2 separate regions of the Triticum aestivum genome follow, and region 1 is linked to region 2. A link is a contact called in public Hi-C data. All regions are on one chromosome and are shown on one strand. Each heading gives the region's core, a stretch centred on a gene start, on an enhancer-like site or on the middle of the called end of the contact. The rest is flanking DNA. Distances are from core to core; before and after follow the strand shown. Region 1 has its middle 20 kb from the start of LOC123080314. Region 2 holds the start of LOC123080313 (disease resistance protein RGA2).

Evidence for each region. Hi-C and Micro-C count contacts between places; a contact is called where the count stands out from the background.
Region 1: a contact with region 2 is called in a Hi-C map of leaf, with 4 times the contacts expected there. The contact joins the enhancer-like site here to the promoter of LOC123080313 in region 2. A contact is called at or near these places in 2 of 5 Hi-C or Micro-C datasets (both in leaf).

What each region holds. Positions count from the first base shown.
Region 1 is chr3D:538,792,346-538,796,706 of IWGSC CS RefSeq v2.1, forward strand. No RefSeq gene overlaps it. Among protein-coding and RNA genes, the nearest start is that of LOC123080314, 20 kb to the left of the region's middle. Within about 2 kb of position 1,371, at least 7 of the 8 cell types and tissues checked have an H3K27ac peak or open chromatin away from gene starts, as enhancers often do. A contact at or near this core is called in leaf, where this site is marked.
Region 2 is chr3D:538,749,049-538,753,821 of IWGSC CS RefSeq v2.1, forward strand. It overlaps LOC123080313 (disease resistance protein RGA2), which reads right to left and starts at 3,453. Exons shown (of 3, transcript XR_006438303.1): 1 at 1-3,453.

The DNA of each region.
Region 1 (4,361 bases), core at 121-2,620, 41 kb after region 2:
CGCTCCACCACACCAGCCGCCACACCACACCCTTGCTGAAACTCTACATCTCTGTCACCTCCAGCATTCCAGCCGTGCTCCACCCCACTTCTCCTCCGTCGATCTAGAATTTGAGAACATGAGTGATCCTATCAAACTTTCAGAACAGAACACGATCACATTTGAAGAGTTTATTGAAATGCATCAACAAATTTGGCATCGAGCAACTTACGAGCAGCTGAAGGAAGATCTGATTAAGCATCCGCGGGTGGTTAAAGGGGACAACAATATTGGAATGTAATATTTGAACCTTTTAAAATTTGTAATACTACTGCATGCTGCTATTTGAACGTCTGTACTCTATGTATGCGGCTATATGAACGTGCAGACTTAAAAAAATTAAGAGAGGTCAGATATATGCGGGCAACGTTGGATGGCTGCCTTCCGCATCCGTGTCCGCGGACTGATCCCCTCTATCCAGGGACGGATGCGGGAGAAAATTTGCGGTTCATCGTTGGAGATGTCCTAAGGCCCTGTTTGGACCGTTTTCTTTTTTAATACCCCTGAGAAAAATACCCGTCTCGGCATGTCATTTGTTGCGCGGCGAAAATTGTTCAGTGGCCGGTAACACACATGTAAATTCTACACCCCTGGATTAAATTACACCGATCCCAAGTGCGGCCTTATGTGATCGCCATGAGCTCAAGCTGAGCGCCGCCACGAACCCTATACAAAAATAAAATGAAAAGAAAGGCAAGCACACTCTCCTCGAACCTCGATGATATCTATTGTCAACTTGTCTAGCAATCTCCTCGTCGAGGCTACAATGCACCTCTCTTGCTCCCTTCTCTGATTCTGGATTTCAAATGTAAACTAGTTTTATTATCTGAAAGATGCCACCAGGAGGGCCTTTGCACATGGTCCATGATCTTGCACTGGCAGTATAAATTATTGACCCTCACCCCCATCTGTCCCCCCAATTAAAAAAGGCCGTAAAAATCTCGCGGGATCTATGTACAGTATATTATCTGTTTACGTGGTACTCGACGTACGTGCGGCATAGTAAAATAAGCCGCAGCTAATCATACGGTGCCTACAGCGAGCTATCCCCGCGGTGTGAGCAACTTGGAGAGCCGATCTGTATCAAATGCTCGAAGGTTTGCCCAACCTAACGCACAAGGCGTCAGTTTACAGTTAGCTGTCACCTGATGATTAACCTGCTCTCGCCGACGCCTGCCAAGACGGGCACCCGCCAGCCAATAATGCACGTACGGACGGACGTGCCGCGCGCCGCGGTGTCCCCGTCCCGTCCTCTCGGGACCAGTTACTCCGAACGGAATCACGGCTGTTCGATCGGGAACGGGGCAGGAAGCGTCGTCGCCGCCGTCGCCTTGCGATCATTGAGCACGATAAGACGGTGGATGGTGGCGGCCGGTAGGCCGGCTGGATAGATAGGGCGCGGTAGTGCGCGCGCCGGCCGGCAGGAACCGAATCCGACCGACGCCGACGCCGACGCGCACCGGCGAAAGTGGCAAAAAGAAAAGCGAGGGGATTCGAGCACATGGTGGCGCCCATGAAACCTTGGCCGGATCGCCCGGCCGAGATACGTAGGCCATCCTCGGATTCCGCGCTGGCTGCTTCCTACGTCGCCTCGGTCACATGAGCGGATGAGCACAGTCGGCTGGGGCTGTGCCGGGCACCGCTCTGTGTACTGCATGTCTATGTGGAATGCATGGAGCCGGCTGCGAATGTGCCCTTTGCCTTTGATCGAGATCGAATCTCGGCCACCGGCTTTCCCTTTCACTGCGTTCTTGTTCAGAAGTTTCTCTTTACGTTTTCCCAGTGGTCGTTGTCGTCTGTCCCCGTTTCGGCAGCCTCGGTATCCGAAACTTGAGCTGCTACAACATGCCTGCCGAGGTAAAGCAACGCAAAGCAAAGTAAAGCACACCCTGCCGCCCATCTCGATCTCCAACAGATAGTATTATCACAGCGGGGGTGTGGTGGCGTAAAGCTTGTGCGCCATCGGGTTTTGATTTGGGAGTAACGAAACAACACGTACGTACTACTATGCACGAGTTTCAGAAAGAAAGAAGAAGGCTCTACGGCGACATGTGGCCATGTACGCCGTGGTTTGTGAAGAACGACGGTGCCCAGCTAGTGTGCCATTACTTACTCTACATCGTAGTACCGACGTAGGTCCCGGCTGCGGATTAAGTGCCAGTCGGCACGGCAGGGCGCCGCGCATTAGCCTTCGGTCGGCCCACGTAGGCAACGTACACCGGCTCAGGGCAGCGCGCCGGCACGGCCTACCAGTAGCCTCTGTTCGATCGTCCTTGCCCTGCCCCGCGCGTCATGGACGGCGGCGCCCCGCTCGATCCGGCCTACGTCTGTGGCTGTGCGTGCGTACCTCCGGCTGCGTCAGAGGTTCCTCTCCATTATTCATTCCAAGGGAGCACGCCTCGCACGGCGGCATGCATGCCATGCCATGTACGGACGGCGAGTGCAGCGACGGAACGAAGCCGTCAGGTCGCTTTCCGCCGCGCAACCCAAGCCCGCCTGACTGAATCGATGAATGAATGAATCGGCAGCAGAAAACCAGAAACCACAAGTCTCGGGGCATACTGCTACAAACGTGGAATTCCGAGCCTGCTTCACAGCTTCAGCCCTTCTCGGCCCAGGGACATGTCGACGCGACTGCGTTCTGCTTCTGCCTCAGTGATATTTATCTTCTTAGCACATCTCTGCCGGTTCAGCTTCTGACACACACGGAATTCTATATATTCCAATCCATTTCATTCAGTGGGCAAGAACCAACCGGTAGCCTTTTTCTTAACCAACCGGTAGCCAGTAACTTTTTTGTTTTTGTTTGAGGCAACCGGTAGCCAGTAAGACTAGCTACAATGGAGAGTAACATACACGTATCCCTATACTATGTTATTACCTTCATAGTGGGTAGTAACATAAGTATGGTAACATGTAAAGCCTCATTTATTAGGTTATAGACTCATATTGCATTGAGACATGTGATGTTACAGTAACTAGCTAAGTTACTCAGGCTACCTCTCTCCTCATTAACTCATTGCCACATAAGCAAATTTGCTAAGTTGGACTCGATGTTACTGCTGAAGTTACTCCCATTGTGGCTAGTCTAACTGAAATGGAACAATCAAGCATATGGGCTAGCCTACGACCCAACAAAGAGAAGCTTTCTTTTGCGCCGTGTGGGCAATGCACATATAATGCCAAGACTATACTCGCTCAATGGGACTACAACTTCCGTCTCGCTGAAGGATTTCCCCCTACCTGTGTATCACTGGGCCATGCAATTTTCGTTTTATTTTCCGTTTGCTACGTTTTGATTGAGTTCGCTGGTTTCGTTCAATCGGTCTCGATGGATTCTTTCACTAGGTTTTTTTCCGATTCTTTTTCGTTTTTTCTGTTTCTTCACCAAATTTCTTTATTTTTCTGTTTTTCTTTGTTTTTTCATCGAGTTTCTTCGTTTCTTTCACGCACCGGGGTTTTCCTTCATTTTTCTTATTTCTTTCTCAGCTATTTTAATTTTCTTTTTTCTTTCTTCATTTTATTGTTTTTCTTTGTTTATTTCTTGTTTTTCATCTTTTTTCTATGTTTTTCTTGGTTTTCACTGTTTTCATTCTTCTGCATTGGTTTTCTCCGCCTTTTATTTTTTTGGTTTTTCCTAGTTTTTCCTTTTAAGTTTTTATTGGGTTTCGTCATTTTTTTGTTTCTTTGTCGAATCTCATTGGTTTACTTTTTGTTCAATATTTGCAAAATTTTCAGTACATTCAACCTTTTTTGTACAGATAATAAACATATTCTATATACATGATTATCATTTTTTTAAGTACATGATTACCATTTTTTGCAAAATAGTTTTTATGCCTGCTTTGACCATACACATTGTTCATTTTTTGTATATATCTAATATATTTTAAATACACATTCAACATTTCTCAAATACTTTATTAAAAAAATTCAAATACATGGTCACCATTTTTCAAAACATGGTGACTATCATTTTAATGGCAATAAACATTTTTTCACACACAATATACATTTTCATATACATCAATAACATTTTTATACCCCTGATAAACATTTTTTAAATACTTAATTATCTTTTTAAATACATTTTTTCAATGTCTCCTTTTATTTAATGTACACGCCGGGAGTAGTTTTTATGTATGTTTAAATATTTTAAATACATGCTTAACATTTTTTACTACACATTATTTTTTATTTTATGTTTTTTATACATGAGAAATATTTTTATGCACATCTAACATTTTACAAATGTTTGATTAATATTTCTTCAAATACATGATCAACTTATTCAAATGCTTGGTTATTTTTTTGCATACATT
Region 2 (4,773 bases), core at 2,203-4,702:
TTGGACACCTCTCAATGATCAAACTTTTCAGGAAAATGGAGCTTTCCAAGGTAGCCACGGAGGAAAGGTTCTGGCAATTCTCAAAGCACAAGTGTTGAAGTGTTGTCAAATACCTTGAACCAACTGGCAAGTCAAATGACATGATATTCTTGCAGTCAATTATCTCTAAGGAAGCGAGAACAGTTAAGTGTTGCAAACACAAATTAAGCCTCGCATCATCCATGTCGCACTGCCATAACCGTAGTTTTCTTAGTGATGTTAGTAACTTAAATTTTTCGGCAGCCACTGATCCCCAACAACTCCTAATGTTTAGAACCTCGGTAGCTTCAAGGTGTTGCTGATGTAATAAGAACCCTTCACTCAGAATACTTGCGGAAGAAATTTCCAACATGAATTTGCTTGATCTAGATGAACAATGAGGGGACAACTTGAGATGTGAAACTTTACTTCGTTCTACCGTCACTCTTTTTATTGTATAAGGAAGCAAGGGCACTTCATCCAACTTTGGACAGTTTGAAATCTTCAACTTTTGCAGGGAAGGGAAAAATGAGTGACCAGTTTCTCCTGTCCAGCGAACTAAATTCGGCATGTCATCAAATTCAAGATCCTTTAGAGATTGAAATGCCATCAAGCCACCATAGAACGAAGGGCCAATTTCAGCAACAGAATTCATTTCCTTCAGGTGCAACACCCTCAGAGATGGAAGCTGCCCCAGAGGAGGAAGCCACTTCCACCTTCTGCAATTAGCTAGATACATGCATTTCAGGTGGGACAACGTTTTCAGCTGCAACCACCTCGGCGATGATGCCCCTTTGTACCTTGCAATGTGAAGTTCTTCCAGATTAGGATGAGGTTGTAAGCAGTTCAATACTTCAGCGTCTATGTTGGGACCAAAATCTAAATTGGCAACACTCCATTCAAATTTTAAAATGTTCACGTGTTGCTTATTCGCCAATTGAGCTTCACAAGCTTCCTCTTTGCATTGAACATTTTCCAGATTCTTGATGCTAAGAAGCCCATGAAGATCCTTCATATCCTTCAACTCTTCTAAGGTTCGCCCCTTTTCCTTTTTAACATGGAACTCAACAGAACCTTGAAGGTTAACCAGACTACCAATACCTCTTATTGTTGAGATGTATTTTGACTCGATGCCAAGATATCGCAAGCTGGTCAACTGGTGCATACCCTCAGGAAATCCATCAAGCTGGCACTTCTTCGGAATATCAAAAGTCTGAAGATGCAATAATCTGCTCACAGATTCAGATATGGTCTTGATAGTATCAGGAAGTGCTATGTAGCGTAGATGAGTTAGTACGTCAATTTCTTCAGGTAACTTGGATATATCACATCCGGTAAAATCCAACGTGCGCACATTCTTTATCTCAGCGAGAAAACCATCTGGGATAGGACTCAGGGGCATCAAAGGATCTCTAAACACAATCAGTGTCCTTAATCTCTTCAGATCATATTGGTCTTTTATCTTTCCTAAACAGTTACTTGAAACTGACAAGTGTCTGATGGTTGGCAGTATGTTTCTGGACATGTCACCTTCGACCCTCCCACAATCACCATCAGAAACCATTTGTGCCAAGTCATGAATCAAGTCATGCATGAGATACAGCCTTTTGTTTCCTTGCTTGACCGTCTGAAAGAATGACCTTGACAAAAGTTGTTTGAAATACTCTTTACCACAATCCTCCATGCTTCTGCCATTTTCCATCTGAATGAAACCCTGTGATATCCACATCCTAACAAGTTTCTTAGGCTCAAACTTCCAATTCTTCGGAAATATACTGCAATATGCAAAGCAACACTGCAAGTGTGGTGGAAGATGATAATAGCTTGACAAAAGTGTGGTGACAACATCACCATGAATATCTGTCTCCAAGATACTGTTCCAATACCTTGCCCTTCGATCAACATTAAGCATCCCGCCAATAACTTTAGCTGCGAGAGGGGATCCTCTTAGCTTCAAAGCAATCTTTCTCCCAATCTCCTGCAACTGCAGATATTCACAACTCTTCTCACAACCCAATGCGTGCTTCTTGAGCAACAACCAATGCTCTTCGGTACCCAATCCAGCCAACATCATTGGGATCCTTACACCTAGCATGTCAGCCACCATCTTCATGCGTGTAGTCACAACTATTCTGCTATCTTGCTCACCATTCTTCAGAGGTGATAGTAGCTCCTTCCACTGGTCCACGTTCTCCCAAATCTTCCTCCCACTATCATCCCAAACATCATCAAGGATGAGCAAGAACCTCTTCCCTTCAACGGCAGAACGCAGCAAGCCTTGCAGAGAATCAAAATTGACTAACCCAGGATAGTCCTTCGACTCCTTCCCCTTTGTAGCCGCCTGCAGTATCTCCCTAGTAAGCTGCATTAGATTCATACAGCTCGAGACGCGCACCCACATCTGGAGATCGAAGTGAGCCTGGATGCTCACATCATTGAAGGCCATCTGCGCCAGCGTCGTCTTGCCAATGCCACCATCGCCAACAATGGCAACAACCGGGACGCCCTGGTTCCCGAGTTGAGCAGGGCCAGGGTCACTACACCCGACTAACCTTTCCATCAGTTCGGCGAGCTCGCGGCCCCGGCCAAAGAGAGTGTCGTCGACCGGGACGGCAGAGCTAAAGTTCCCGGCCGGCTCGTTACCAAGCCGCGGAGAGGCGGCCGCGTCCAGCTTGACGAGGTGCGCGATCTCAGCATAGGCCGCGGAGGCGGCGACGAGATTCTCTAGGACGGAGGGGAGCCGACTGAGGGGCTCGTCGGAGCGGAACAGGCGGCGGCAGAGGGAGAGGGAGAAGTCGAGGATGCGGCGGAGCTTATGGCGTGGGGCGGCGAGGGAGTCGGCGAGGCGGCCGTAGTGGATGTTGTCGAGGAGGTCGTCGGCGTCGTGGGCCGCGTCCCTGAGGCGGTGGAGCCAGGCGACGAGGGCGGGGTCAGAGGGGCGGCGCCGGGCGCGCTCGACGTCGGCGGCGTTCATCTGGAGGCGGAGGAGCTCGCCAGAGAGGCGCGCGAGGTCGGCGGGCGCGTCCCCGGATCCTCCCGGGAGGTATCGCGCGAGGTCTTCCGCGAAGGACCTGGCCCGGTCGCCCAGGCACTGCAGCAGCGGCGACACCAGCCACCCCGCCGCCGCGCCGGCCGCGCCGGCCGCGGTCGATGGAGCCATGTCGGGGGTCGGGGAGGCTTTGCTTGCTGTTGGTCCCGAAGATGGGAGTGGCGCGGTGGGAGGGGCGGAGGCACCGCCGCGTCCATGGTGAAGTAGGGGATCCGGGGGGAACGGCGAGGCCGCGCGGCCTTGGAAACTTCGAAAAAAATCGAAACTTGGACGAAGTTTCGCTGCTTCTCGTCTACCTTCTCGTTCGTCACGATAGGACAAGAGGTTCACATCGGGAATTTCGTTGGGCCGGTCTCGTCCGGCCAATTTACCTCTGGCCGCGCCTATGTTAGTGAACCGGGCGGCTTGTATATGTACAGAGTCCATCACTTCACTTGCGGCCCATTGTTTATCTAATAAGAACTGGCGGCCCGGTTTTGTTGTAACTTCCTGTGTGCTCCCTCCCTGTTCTGTCCGAAAATTTTGGGTCGTCCTACGCGTCTACCGGCGGATCCTTTAAAAAGATCTGCCGGTCTACGAGCCATTCGATCTGACGCAATATCCTGATCAAGTGTAATTGTCACTTTTGCAATAAAAGTCATGTTGCAAGAGCAATTTTGCAACACAGGTTTTGTTGCAGAGATATTTGTAACAAAGGTTGTGTTGCAGATTTTTTTTTCAACAGAGATCTTGTTGCAGAGTATTTTTGAGATTTTATTTTTGCAACAGAGCTCTTGTTGCATTCTTTCTTTGCAATAGATGTCTTGTTGCATAAAGGCACCGTGTTGCATTGCTTGCGGTCATGGCCTCGAGCAGGAGCTCAGTCTCGTTGGGGAAGGGAGGAGACGTATTGCGTATGCGATGATGGTGGTGGTGGAGGTGATGCAGCATGGGGCTGGAGCAGCATAGCTGGGCGACGGCGGCCAAAGCGGAGCTCCGTCGTGCGCGCTCGAGCAGCCACGGCCACACGTTGCGAGTGGACACAGGAAGACGAGAAGAGGCAACCTCGTCGACGTGCTGCCGGTGGCGAGTGGAGCAACGCATGGAGGCGTTGACTTAGCTAGGAGCTTGGGAGAGCACGAGAGGATCCAGATCCAGATCCCACAAACACATCCCTTGTTGCGATGGGGGAGATTGGGACAACGGCTCAGTTGCAAAATCTAGTCTAGGTAATACGTTGCTCTCGAGCCATCTGGTTAAAATCCGATCTGACAGCCACGGAGCCGACGGACGTAGGCGTCATTATCAGTCCGGTGATTTGAATTATTTCCCAAACTTTTTGGGAATTATTCATTTTTAACACAATACAGATACAGACACTCATACTTACGCACATACACTCACCTCTATGAACGCACGCACACCCTACCCTATGAGCACCTCCGAGAGACGGAGCCGGCACATCATCTTAAGATTGATAGTTGCCACAGACGCTTTTTGTAGTCAACGGGTAAGTCTCCTTCCACTGAAGCACATCGCCGGAAGGCCTAAAATAAATCCAGAAAAATGCATTCACCGGTGTCAAGTTTAGCACATGAACTCAAATGGACTAGGGATACCACTGTCCTTCTAAACATCCAACCACATGTTGGTTTGCATTTTGCGAATGTCTGAAACGTGCAACTATTCTTGCCGGAGTCCAAAACTTGCAACTTCAAAGCCTACAT